Linked DNA regions of Mus musculus: region 1 is linked to region 2. Evidence: chromatin contacts called from public HiChIP or PLAC-seq data. All regions are on one chromosome and are shown on one strand. The core of a region is the stretch at or near the end of the contact, and the rest is flanking DNA. Distances in the headings are between cores, read along the strand shown.

Region 1 (7,073 bases), core at 687-3,186, 280 kb before region 2:
GCATCTCCTTACAGCTCTGCTCAAGAAACGTTCTGACTGTAACCTTTGGATTCCAAGTACATTTCCAGGAAAGCCAATCTCAGCAGCTATGCTAGAACATAACCCAAATCTCCAGACTGACTGAGCTTAGCAACCTGGTGGTCACAATTGCAAACTTTGTCCATAACACTTCTGTTGTCAATCCTTGGTAAATAAATGTCTATAGGCTCGTTCATGTTTCAAGAAGTTTCTTTTTTTTTTTTTTTTTTTTTTGTACAAACATATAAAGAGCAGTAGCAGAGAGCTGCAGAGAAGTACAAGTATTTATCTCTAAGTGCAAAGTGGATTGATTCACACTCCCCACCCCCCAGGGGGAAACAGGAGGAGGAAGCAGAGGAGGACATGAAAGTTCAGAGAGGTCAGAAGCACAAGGGTTTCTTAACTCTCACACAAAGAGAGATCTCTCTGAAGTTATGCTGGTCTTAATGTTTAAAAAAAATACATTTTAATACATTGTTACTACTCATTTTTATAAAGTGAGACTTTTAACTTTATTTCATAATTATCCATCCTGAAGAACTTGACTTATAGAAGAGATTGACCTGAATTCAAGCCTCTGTGGTTCAGGATTGGAGTGTGTGTGTGTGTGTGTGTGTGTGTGTGTGTGTGTGTGTACCGACTGCAATGAATTCTTAGCCCTGGGGGATTTAATGGCTTTGTATGTAGAAGCTCTGTAAATTAAAAAAAAAATTATTTGAATACCTCTCACAAGAACATCCTCAAAAACACTACTTTGAGGCCAGAACCTCTAGCACACTACTTAGGCCTACCAAAAGTCTCTTGCATGCTAATCATAAAAATTAAGATCCACTCGACTGTGGCCGAAACCTTTCTTTTCAGGTCAGGCTCTGGAGTCATCATCATAGGAACTCCAGATTCTTATCTGTAAACAATGAGTGGGGTTAAATAAAAATATATACTTGGTCTCTGACCTGGTTCCTGCCACAGAGCTCCTGAAATCCTTGTAATTTCCTGAGTGATTGGGGTACTTGGTGGCTCTTTTGTTCTAATATTCTGCCTCTGAGCCTGGTTTCTGACACAGATCCACCCATTTCCTGGGATCTCCTGGATAAGAGCATCTTGCATTCCTACAAAGTGACTCTTGTCATTGGTCCAAAGAAATATCATGCAGGATTAGAAGTTGAGGATGTTCTGCCAACTTCTGCCCCATCCTCCAAGAAGGCAAGAAGAGTTACAGGCTGAGTTAATAGTTGATCCTGCTGATGGCAAGCCTCTATTAAGTTCCTAAAGTGTGAAGTTGAAAGAGCTTCCCTGTTGGTAAAGATGTCCATGTTCCAGGAGGGCACCACACATCAGATCCAAAGAAACAGAAGCCCCTGCCTTGGGACTCTTCTGAACCTTGCTTTACCGAACCTCTTCATCTGGCTGGTCATGTGTAGTACTTAAAAAAAAAATCTGTTGTACTAAGTGAGTAATAGTAAATAAACCATTTCCTGGGTTCTGTTGGCCACTCCAACAAATTGTTGAATGTAAGGAGGGAGTTGTGGGAACCTCTGAGAGGTTGTTGGCACAGAAGCAATCTGGGGACTGTTGTGGATGAAACAGGGAGCAAGCAGTCTTGTGAGGTTGAACCCTTCACCTCTGGTGTCTGATGCTGTCACATGGTGTCAGCGTCGAGTGTAGAATTCCTAACTAGTGGCCAAAATCTGGCTGGCATGGGTAAATTCTCATCCATTTTGGCCACAAATGTGTTTCGTGTTGAGTGTGAATATAGAGAAGAAGAAAAGCAAGTTGTTCTTCCTACATGTCTGATGTCAGAAGTAGATTGCTGAAAGCGATGTAGGAGAAAAGTTGGGTTTTTTTTTCCTGGTATACAGGATGTTATTTGCTTACAGAGGAGTGGTATGACTCTTTCCCCCAGAAGCTTCCACAACCAGAACTTTCTGTCCTCCTTTCATGCTTTCGGGGTGATGACGTCACCTTGCTGATATTTGTAAGTATAGCTATGACTTACAATGACTTGACCTAGCAGCCTTTTGCTTTTACAAAGTAAAAATGTGTAAAAGCAATACATATTCCAGGCCTAAAAGATGGCTCGTGGTTAGGAGAACTGTCTGGTATTACAGAGGACCCAGGTTCAATTCCCAGCACTGACGTGGTAGCTTACATCCATCTGTAACTTCAGTTCTGAGGGATCTAACTCCTTCTTATGACCCTGGTGGGCATCAGGCATGCATGTGGTGCACACACAAAGATGTAGGCCAAATAGTCACACACATAAGATAAAGTTAATAAATCCTTTTGTTTTTTTTTTAAAGTAGTACATATTCAACAGAAACCCCACTGAGGATTTTGACCTTTGCCAGGCTGGTGGTTTGTCACACACGTCTCTCCTGTAAGACTGAGTAGCAACATCAAATCACAACCGCCAAATAGTCCCCTGCTCATGAGAAGAATAACCAACAGGCTCCAGTGTACCGTGCCGCTATGGTGCTACGGTATGGTGCATAGTTGGTTGTATGTATTCAGCATCCTTAACAATGTGTGGCGTTTCCAATTACAGTGGATGTATCAGGAGACAATCTCACCATCATTTGAGGAGCCCCTCCCCACAAAATTAGAAATTTTAAAAAGATTAACTTATGTTCAGTATAGCGTTACTTGTTTTTCTACCTTCTAGTTTTCGAATTCCCAGAAACTTGGTCAACATTTTCGGTATGGATAGAAGTAATATTGCCTGGGTGGTTCCAGACCTCTTAGTGGCTGCTTAGGCTTTCATCTTTCCCCATCCCTTTCAGCAGCCACGAATGCCAACCCTTCACACCAAAACTTGAGGTGTTTGGAGAAGAACTTGCGGGACGTCCCTGCAACCCCCTCGACAAAGCCAGCGGCAGCTGCTCCTCTCCTTATCTCTCTCTGCCTAGCAAGAGATGCCTTCCCTGCCCCCCAGCACTAATCTCGGCTCCCATGTTTGGACTTTATCATCTGCCCCGCCCCACTGGTAACCATCAAGCCTCCTCCCCTTCCTTCTCCCCCACCTCCTAAACTCCAACACCGTCTCCACTGTAGCCATCCCAATATGGTTTAGATAGTACCTTCTCAGAGAAGTCTTCTCCAACCTGAGTCCCAACCACTTTACCGCCTCTTGGGTCTGGGTGAGGCATCCTATAAGGGCATCCCCCATAACATTGTGCACTTAGGAGTTAATTGAATTAACAAAGGGTTGGAAGGTATGATATGCGCAGAATGTACTAGGTAATTAACATGTTCTGAATAAAATAGGGCTCTTGTCCTCAGGAAATTTATATGCCACTTTGGGAATGAGACAGTAAACGCAGTTATAATAAGGCACAATTAGCTCACAAAAGAAGCATGCACGGGGACACAGAGAAAGCACTCAAGTCCAGACTTGAAGGGTGAGAGATGATTATTTGGAAAAAGATTCATCTTCATTGTGAAGAAAAGAAATTGGACTAAGTTAGGCTTAAATAATGGGGCCTACAGGGAGTGGCTGGGAAGAGAAGAGAGGAAGGGAATGAGGTTTGGGCTGTAGGGTAAAGAGGGCTTGGCCTACTCAGAGTAGCGAATATCCCTGAGCCTTTTCCAATCACTCTCTGACAGAATAGACACTTCTTGAATGAAGGAGCAAGTGAAGAAGGCTGAAAGAAGAAGGGGTCAATATATGAATGGAGGACTTAAGCAAGAGGCTGGCATCACCCAACTTACTCTTTATAAAAATTGTTCTGGGCAGAGAGAGTCAACTGGCCAGGACTGATGGGGACTCGTAGAGATCAGAGAGCCTGCAGGGGTCTGATCTATACATTATGGTTGAATAGCTTGGTATCTTTGTAGGAATCCTAAGAGTGGGAGCAGGGGACTGTCCCTGACTCTTGCCTACTTAAAGGACCCTTTTTCCTCCTCCTGGGTTGCCTTGTCCAGCCTTGATCTGATGGAACGTGTCTGGTCTTGTTGTAGCTTGTTATGTCGTGTTTGGTTAATGTCCTTGGAAGGCCTGCTTGTTTCTCAGGGGAGGGGAGGGGAGGGGAGGGGAGGGGAGGGGGAAACTGAGGTCCAGATGTGATATATGAGAGAATTAAAAAAATTGCTATGTGTATATGAACTATAAGGAGACTAATATATAATGCTAATCGGAGATGGGTGAGGAAGTTGCTGTTAAGGATGAGGGCGAGCTGAGAGACCACTGTGAGGTTGGGAAGGAAGATAACAGGCTGTGTCAGACTAAGGACACAGAGGTCAAAGGGCTCGGCAGCCCACTGTCAGAGTAAGGAGACAAGGAGTCACGGATGAGGTCCACGCTTCTGACTTGAGCATGGTTGGCAGCCGTCACTGAGCTGCGGCTGATTCAGAGATGTGTCTGCGCTGTGAGAACGATAAGAGGCGTAGGTTGTGGCTTTTCTTGACTAGTTACCTGAAAGAAGCCATTTTAAATGGGAAGGGTTTATTCTGGCTCATATTTGGGGGGAGTATAGCTTTTTGTTTTGTTTGTTTGTTTGTTTGTTTTGTTTTGTTTTGTTTTTTTACAGCGGGGAAGTCATGGCAGCAGGTGGCTCCGTGGGGGCGGGACTCCGCAGCAATGATTTATGACATAGTCAGGGAGCCATGATCCACTTCCTCCCACGAGGTCCCACCGTCTAAAGACTCACCACCTTCTAAACTAGTACCACTAGGGTACCAGTAGGAGCACACGTTAAAAAATATGAGTCTGGGTGGGTGGGGGGCATCTCACACTCAAAACGTAACACTCAGTTATGAATGTGTGCGGTGAGAGCGAGGCTGGTAATGGCGCGGCCGGCTTGGACGCAGACGATCTTTCCTGTTTTTTTCTCTGCTCCTCGTAGGTGTCACCGGGAATCACTTCCTAGCTCCAATTCTCAAGTTCTCATGTCAGTTGGCAGTGAGGTGTCCTGGCAAGGGATCAGAGGACAGAAGGACGGGAAAACCTACACAACTCCTCCCTTTGTACCTCGGGCATCGTCTGGAGCTCTGCATGCTCTTCTGCCACTCGCCCCAGCTCTCTCCCAGCGGTCGGTCTTCCTTTAGGCTCCTCCAGGAACTCCTGCTCTTGTGGTCTAGGGACAGGGACTCTGCTTTTCTGTCCCTGCACTCTTGGGGTGTTGCTGACTTCCTGCTGGGGATGGAGTGAGGGCTCCTTGTTAATTCCTGTTTAGACTTTTAGCTCTTCTCTCCCTTGTGCATCATTTGACGCCTTGGTTTTGCCATATTATTTTATACTGTGTATTAAGTGTGTGTGTGTGTGTGTGTGTGTGTGTGTGTGTGTGTGTGTGTGTGTGTGTGTGCGTGGACATGTGTGTATATGCCCCTGCATGTGGAGGCCAGAGGTCCCAGTTGGATATCTTCCTTGATCGTCCTCTCTCTTATTTTTTGAGATAGGGTCTCTCACTGAGAGTCCAGCAGTTCAGCTAGCCTCCATGTCCAAGGAACTCCAGGCTCTCCACTTTCCCATTGTGGAGATTACCGGCATGCACCACTATGCCCAGCTTTGTAATATGTGTTCTGGGGACCTAATCTCAGGTTTTCAAGTTTTCACAACGGGCTCTTTACCAGGTAAGGTATCTCTCCAGGCTATAAACGCTGTTTTAAATACTCGGAGTTTCTCCTGTTTTACTGAGGAACATGGAAAGTGGAATTATTCTGAAATTAGCTGAGAATGGGAAGAAAGTTAGGAGCTGAGAGTTATCAATCCGCAGAGAGCAGGAGTTGCTACGGTCACAATGCTTACTTCTTCCCAGGACAATGTCTTCTATTGTCTGTAGCCTCCAACAGCTGGAGAGGCCTTGGAGTATGTAAACAGTCTTCCCTACCCATTTCATCAGAGTTCACTTAGCACTTGGCACATGGTAGGTGATCAATACTGTTTATCCAGAAGTCAATGTATAAACCCCGTGCACTGTTTTTAGGCGTCATTGATTGGTGGATACATTTTTAGTTGTAAAACTGAGCTTAATCAATGTTAGGAGTGCCTGGTCTGAATCATTGAATACTCATTAACATGTGCAGTTTTATTACCTCCGAGGTTGTTATAAGTAAAAACAAATGAACAGCAATAAGTCTCCTTGGTTGTTAAGTCATTTACTGAGCAGATAAGAATAATGAGAAGTTACCACACTTGTTTATACAACTTCACACGTGGAGGACCTTACGAAGTGAACTGTAGCTGGTATGTTTGTTTAAACGGGTTAACCATCACCCTGAATACCCTTGTCCTGGGTATACAATGAATTGCCCTGGCCATGATCTTCTGTGATAGCCTAAACTGGGACCTATATTGCCATCTGGGCTGTGGTTGAATAAATCAGGCAGTGGGGACAGGGCACAGTGAAGTGTAGATGCTGGCCGTGGCCCAGAGCAGAGTCAGGTGTGTGACCCCGGGAGATAATAGATGATGTGTTTCGATTTGTCACCAGGGAAGGAGTCACAGTGGTCTCCAAGGGCTGCATATGTGTTAGGCACAGACTCTGTGGTGGAGAGGGACTAAAAGAAGCCAACGAAGCTGCTGTGTATCTCCTGTCCTCTCATGACTGAGATTTTCTTCTGTTTCCTACTTCAGAAAGTGGGGGCAGTCATGAGAGAGTAGAGAAAAGTATGTCCCCGAGACCCTACTTTGAGTATCAGGGACACATATTGCTATATTTTAGAAATGCTCTTCTTACAATGTGAGCCTACATGATCTGTCAACAAACTAAAAACAGACATGAAAGGAAAGAGGAATTAAATTAAGGAATTGCTAGCTTCACTCTGTGGAGGCTATCCTTCCTGGTGAGTTGGAACAAATCCTTCTTAATTTCTGTAAAAAAATATATACTTAAAAGGGCATTTGTATTAGACATACTGTATATAACACATTTTTAAAAAAATATTTATTTTGATTTTATGTACATCGTTGTTTTGACTGTATGACACGTCTATGTGATGGTGTCAGATTGCCTGAACTGGGAGTTACAGACAGCTATGAACTGTTATGGTGGTGCTGGGAATTGAACCTATGTCCTCTGGGTCCTCTGGAAGAGCAGCCAGTGCTCTCAACTGCTGAA
Region 2 (7,052 bases), core at 4,154-6,653:
AGTGTCTTACTCTGTGACCCTGGTGGGTCTGGAACTCTCTATGTAGAGCAGCCTGGCCTTGAATTTGTAACGATGCTCCTGCTTTTGCTTCCTGGGTGCTAGGATAACAACAGGTTCCACCTCACCTGTTTTAAAAGGTCTCTGTTTATTTAGTCTGTCTGTGTCATACTGGAGAGTGAAGCTGTTACCCGGGCCAGACGCCAGGTAGGTAACCAGCTGAGCTGTGTCTCATCCCTCCAATACCTCTTATATGTCCACGTTAACCATTTTTTTGTTATTATGAAATTGCAGATTCTCATTGGAAAAAAATATGTAGCTTGAAAAACATTAATGTCTCCATAATCCCATTCCACTTGTACAGCTGGCCCCAGTGGTTAAGGGGACCCATCTTCCCATCTTTCCAGGCTGCATAGGGCCACACTCTCTTATCCACAGTGGTGAGATTCAATCCGTTCTAAAGCCAAAACAGAATTTAAAGTACTGGTCAAAATGTGCCCCCAAAGTGACAACTCATAACCTTTCTTCATGCCATTGAAAAGTGACATTCATCTGTCACTGCAGAGATGTTAATGTTTTCAATTACAGGTGCCACCCCACTCTCCACCAGAGATGCTGTTATTAACAGTCAGTGTAATTAATACCCGGCCAGATGCGAACCTAAGGCAGCTCTAGCGCTCAGACACAGGGCTGACCCCAACAGTTTCAAATAATTAAAAAAAAAAAAAAAAACCAACAACTTGGATTTGTACTAATGTTTCTCTTATTTTCATTTTTACTTTAGAAGTGGGTCAAAGCTTGCTTACTTCTCTTCAAGTATATCATTTATTAATGTATCAAGGGCATCTTTCCACATCAATTCACTATCTTCACAGCCACATGGGTTTAAGGGAACAAAAACAAAACAAAACCAGAAGAATAAGAAGCCTGACCTTAAGATGGAGATGAGAACATAATTTAAATAAAAGATTAGACTCACTGTAATGATTAAGAAGGAACAGATACCGCAGACCTCAGAGGTAGGAGAACCTTAGATGATGGTCTGCTTCATCTTGTTGGCGACAGATACCGTGACTCCCAGAGATCCCAGAACCTCTTGGCAGCTGACCTAAGACTGCAGGAGCCCCATCTCCCAACTCCTGCCTCCATTCTGCCGATGCTCTCGGACACTGTGGTCTGACAGCAAGGGCTACCGAGGGTGACTGTGAAAGATGCCACAACAGCTTTCTCTGTGAGGCAGCCATGTCTTACAGACCAACGGTCTCCCAGACTTCCACAGCTAAACTGAAAGTAGAAGGAGAGGCCATCATCTCATCATCATCACCAATCATCTCGACTTGTGTTTAGGATACCTGAGAGCTACCCTTACAGGAGTGAACACTTCCAATATTCATTATTCTGCCACCTGGCAAACAATCAATTCCAGAAGAGTGCCCCCCAGCGTCTCCCTACCCCTCACTACCTCCACGCCCAGTAAATTCACCCTAGTATGTCCCTCCCGTGAGCCAATGTGTTTTCATTCATGTACACTAAGTCCCATGTACATTCAGAACATGGAAAGTCAAAGGGGACTCAGTGATGAGAGTCTCTGTGCCTGCCGCTGTCCTGCCCAGGGCTGTGCTCTCCTCCCCAAAGCTTGCACACTCAGAAAAGAGATGCAAGCAAGGCAACTCTATAAGACCTTGGCCCAAACTGCCATCCAGCAAAAGAAAGATTTATAAACACGGTCCACCAGGATCCAGCCTTTCTCGTCCCCTCTCCAAGAGAGAGGGGGCAATCAGAGTGACACGCCTCTGTTTCCATGTAACTAGGTTAGTTATGGGGTGGGTGGGGACATCATCATTTAGTCAAGAATCATTTCCTGACAGCTCTGCCCCTTCCTAAACAAGCATGATGTAATGTGTGCAAACTGGCCGAAGGAGTAGACCCTACCACGCCAAGCAAAGTGGTGCTGCAGCAAGCAGCAGGAGGAGGAAGAAGTGGTTCATTTCCTCATCTCATGCCACGTGAGAGAGGCTGGCACAAGGAAGGCCAAAAATAACCTATAGCCCTCACAGAAACTCTTGCCAGGCTCAGATCCCAAAGGACAGATTCCAGACACTATGTGATTCAAAACCACGCCATTATTAGAGGTTACTAACATGTCTCTGGGGTAGCTGAGCACTGAAACAAGAGAAGGCATTTTAAAGGGTTACAACAACCCTTCTGATATCCATATGTCCCTATCTTGTCCCATGAGCAAGAAATGGAAAACCTCCTTCTTATCACTTTCTGAGGCTCACCCCAACATGGCCAAGCACCCTGAGCTCACAGGTGTAGACAGATACAGTGACATCACCTACTGTATCTGTAGGCACAAAAGATGGTGCATTTAGGGGGTGCCGGTGAGCCAGCAAGGGGAGTGGAATCAAGTTGCAGAAACGCTTTTTCCAGGGAATGAGATGCTCTGGGTTTCTTGAGCAGCATGGATTCAGGTACACCAGCCGACCTCTACGAGGCAATCGGGGCTCATCTGGACAAACGCCTGCACACCTAAGGACCTGTCAGTTCCTGCCTCTGCAGTTTTGTGTGTACAGAAAGACAGAGAGGCGAGACAGGCAGACACATATGCTGGTGTTCTTCCGGATGAGTGGCAGCGGGCTGGTGGCCTTCGGACAGGTTAGCATCTCACCCTGAGCCCTGGAGAGGCTGAAGAAGAAGGAAGGAGAGGAAGAATGTGAGAATGGGAAAGGACACCATAGATGGAGTGGATCTGAAAGTAACAAGCCAGCATGCATAAGCATGGCACAAGCGCTGCCTACTGCTCGGCCTATGCCTCCGCAGTGCCTGACACAAGCATTTGGGGCACATGTCAGTCGCAATATTGTGTACCCTACAAAAGCTCCACACATCCTCGTTTGTAAAACAGAGATAACAGTATCTACTGTAATAGGATTAGTGGGTGATAAAGATAACAAATGTTAAAGATGGGCACATAGTAGGTGCACAATGAGTACAGCAAGTAACATAAGACGGTGGAAAGGTCCCAGCTATGTACTTTTATTATATATATATTAAAAAATAAAAAAAAATATGTAAGTTCACTGTAGCTGTCTTCAGACACTCTAGAAGAGGGCATCAGATCTCATTACATATGGTTGTGATCAACCATATGGTTGCTGGGATTTGAACTCAGAACCTTCCAAAGAGCAGTAGATGCTCTTAACCACTGAGCCATCTCTCCAGCCCCCAGCTATGTTCTTACATTACCAGTTACCTTCACAAGATCATGCATCTCCAAGCACAGTTAGTGACGAACTTAGAGAAACACTAGAGGGCTCACAGCAGAAAACACACAGGAAATGGAATAAACATTCGAACTCTATAAAAGGCTGAGCAAACAAACGGTTTCTTAGGGAGCTGAAGTATACACTTTTTAAAGAGCACAAACTGATCTGACACCTCTCAGGAAGACTGCATTTAAACTGGGTCCCAGCTTCAGAAGGAAACACTGTCAGTCAGCAACAGAGGGTAACAGATACAAGAAATACTTAGTATCTGCTGTGGGCCAATACGTGTGCTGGAAACCCAGAGGCAGAGGCTACTGAGGGACTGCGTCCTAACAAAGCTGCCAGTCACAGGATGGGATGAGTAACTGGTTGTAAGATATCTCACCCAAATACTGCAAAGCGGCCAACGATCAACTTGCTGGAGAACCATACTCAGATGGAGGAAGCAGAGGGGCTGGTCCTAACTGAGCTGGAGGACGGTGAGCAAGAAGATGGAAAGGTCAAAAGTTGCATACCAGAGCTGGTGCCCAGCCCATCACCTCATTGGCCAACTACAATTAAAAAGCTGCCAATAAAACTTCTGCCCTTTTTACGGGGTCCATAAAGAACTGAAGAAGCTTCCCCCCATCTTAACCCAGTCTTCTGCATCCACGCCTGAGCATCCGAGACAGAGGCACTGTTGCTGTCCCCTCCTGACCGGATGTTATCAGGCCACCTCTCTTTCCAGACTCTGCATGGGGTTGAGATGCCCTGTTTCTCACCCATGCAACCCAATGTTTCTGGACATTCAGAATGTCCTTCCCGCAACAGACCCCAACAGGCAGCCAGGTGCCTTGCCTCTTCCTGACTGTGACACGTGGGAGCTATGCCCTCCCCTGAGGACACAGCCTTGTAGGAGGCTCTAAGAAGGGATGGTGCTGACAGAACCAGAGGGCTGCCCATCGAATGAACTGCAGTGGGGACCTTCTCTGAGGGAGGAACAGGAAGGACCTGGGCATTCCCCTGCGGGCTCCTTAGCTCTCTTGGCCTTAGATGAATCAGCTTGAGAAACAAGTGGAACACCCTCCTCCAAGGGCACACTAACTTCCTCCCCTCGGCCCACTGCCTCAGCCACGCTCATTAAAGAGGTCATTCACCTGTTCCCTGGAAACCTGGGTCCTCTCTTCCTTTCCATCCCAGCAAAAGTACCTGGCTCCTCCCTTGCTGACTGAATGAGCAACACTAGAGGCACAAAGCACTTGTCATGTCCGACACCTCAGATGTGCCAGTCTGTGCTGCTGCTGGAGAGGTCATTAGTAGTATTGTTAAGCTTCTGGTATATAAATCAAGAAAGTAGCAAGGAGGCCTGGCTATAATGACAGGGACCCATGTCAGGTATCTTCTCTCTCATCTGTGCTTGGCACTAACCATTACTTCCAGGTCATTGAGCCTAAGCCAGAGTACAGAGCTCCACATAAATGCGGGTTTGGGGATAAACTATACATGCTCTGACTGCATCGGCCCCAGAAATAGCAGAGGAAGCTGCCGTGAGGGCCACCGGGGGGTTCCAGGACAACCAAAGGAGCCACGGAAGCATGCACTGGCCGTGGCATCCTCCAGAGCCCTGAAGAGAATCATAAAAGCATCACCATACACTGACTGTTGAGAACCACAGCAGCCCATCCCCCGCCCACCCCCAAGGAAAGCAATGAAATAAAAATAAACCACATTTTGTTGTCACCCCAGGATTTATTTCCCCTTTCAGCCTGGCACAAAGGCAACGAGATGACATTTCCATCCACACTGCCAAACCAAAATCCCTCCCCCATGTTCGGGGTGTCCACCTTCAGTTCCTCTTCCCATCCGCCCCTGGTCCTCAGGTCCTCATCGTCCGCCATCCTCACAAAGACACAACCAATCATCTGTGAACAGATTTCAAAGAAAGGAGCAGCCACAGAAAAGAGGCAGCTAAATTCCCAAGCCACTCCCAGACAATGCTGAAGATGATTTGTGGACACACAGCATCTACACCTCCAGCTAAGCTTCGGAAGGGAAGGTGACCAATGCAAAAAAAAGTCACTTAAACATGCACCTTCATGGCGGCTGATCAGGTGACATCCGGGGCTGTGGGAAGGCTTGAATCAAGCCCATGTTAACAGAACAGGTTCATGAGCTACAGACAGACAGATGTAGAGTGTCTGCTTCTCACCACTGTTGTTGAGAAAGCCCTCCTCCCGCACGTGTTCAGCGTGGAGCTCTCGAATACACACAGATGTAAATCTCTGGACCACCAAAATGGGCATGCATCTGCTTCTGCTATAAGACAAGCTCCCTTGAACTTCTTCATGTCCTGGCTAGCTTAACACCAGATATATACCTGCTCCAGCCAAGTGCTGAACCTAGTCCAGGCTATATATAGTAAGGCAGAGCTGGGGTGTGGGTTTAGCATGTGCAAAACCCTAGTTTTGGTCTTTAGCACCAAACAACAGCAGAAGTGATGAGCCTCTTGGCAAAGTAACAGTTCATTTTGAAATACTTCCAAAGAGAATAAAACATCTCAGGACTGCAGGTGGGGAAATTCCACACCACATCAACTGTTTGTGGTGCTTCCTTCACGCTCCATACAATGGCCAGTGCCAATAGTCAATCACGCCTACTTCTTCACTGTTTGATTGAAAAGAATAAAATCAAGCCAGAAGTGGTAATGCATACCTGTAATCCCACACTTGAGAAGCTAAGACCTGAGGATGAACTAAGACAGAGTAGTTTGAAACGACTCAGGGCTACCAGTGAGCTCAAGGCCAGCCTACATTACACAGTGATACTTTGTCTCAAAAAAAAGTCTCCATAAATTAAAAATAGAAATATTGCTCAGAGTGGATGTGCATATCTTTAATCCCAGCACTGAGGAGGCAGAAGCAGGCAGATGGCTATGAGTTCAAGGCCAGCCTGATCTATATATGTCATTCTAGGCCATTCAAGGCTATATAATGAGACTCTGTCTCAAAATGGAAAAAAAAAGAAAACAGAAAAGGTAAGAGAAAATAAAAAAAGAACAGAAAAAAAGGGCAAGTAGGTCCAATGTGCTGTGGCACAGTGGTAGGAGGTAAATCTCAAGTCAATTTAATTTGCGTTATCCCTTCAATTACTGTTTTGAAATGTTAAGAAATCCTGGGTGCCACTATGCCAAGCTTTTCTTGAACAAAGCAGGCACATCAATCCCAGCACCTATCATCCTTGTAGAGGCATATACAGAACATATACAGAGCATATACGGAGCATATATGGTATCCTTCCTATCCAGGGAGCCATCCTACAAACTAACCCTGGGGTGTAACCTTAAAAGGCAAATATTCAGGCATCCCCGTCTCAAAGTTATTCATCCTGCCTTGGAGCCACACCTGGGGCAGGTAGAGCCAGCTCTGTCCTGGAGCAGGAATCTTTCCTTTTGTTTGTGTGGAGAGGGATTGAGAGAGAAGGGTGGAAAGCTGACATGCACTATAACCTGGAGTCCACTGGTTCTGCTAGACGAGTTAGCTAGTGAGCCTTCGCAATCTACTCGTCCCTGTCTCCAACTCAGGATTACAGACAGCAGCACACTTGGCTCTTAGGAGAGGACTGGGGACTCAAAACTTGAATCCTCATGCTCTCAGCAGGCATTTTATCCACCGAGCCATCTCTCCATGGGGCAAGAATCCTGCCCTCCCTGGGCCTCAGCTACCCTGTGAAGAGGGGGGTTATAATATGATCTATAGGTCTCCAAGGAACCATGAGGACCAGCTGAGTTCACGCATGTGAAGCACTTAG

Evidence for each region. HiChIP or PLAC-seq counts read pairs in DNA pulled down with a chosen protein or histone mark.
Region 1: a BATF HiChIP or PLAC-seq map of CD8 T cells shows a contact between it and region 2, with 5 read pairs. The contact joins two enhancer-like sites. A contact is called at or near these places in 2 of 115 datasets of contacts at active chromatin or transcription factors (CD8 T cells and regulatory T cells).

What each region holds. Positions count from the first base shown.
Region 1 is chr12:73,883,049-73,890,121 of GRCm38.p6, reverse strand. No RefSeq gene overlaps it. Among named protein-coding and RNA genes, the nearest start is that of Hif1a, 21 kb to the left of the region's middle. Within about 2 kb of position 1,936, at least 34 of the 459 cell types and tissues checked have an H3K27ac peak or open chromatin away from gene starts, as enhancers often do. A contact at or near this core is called in CD8 T cells and regulatory T cells, where this site is marked.
Region 2 is chr12:73,608,237-73,615,288 of GRCm38.p6, reverse strand. The region is part of intron 1 of Prkch (protein kinase C, eta); the gene reads right to left. Among named protein-coding and RNA genes, the nearest start is that of Prkch, 27 kb to the right of the region's middle. Within about 2 kb of position 5,403, at least 80 of the 459 cell types and tissues checked have an H3K27ac peak or open chromatin away from gene starts, as enhancers often do. A contact at or near this core is called in CD8 T cells and regulatory T cells, where this site is marked.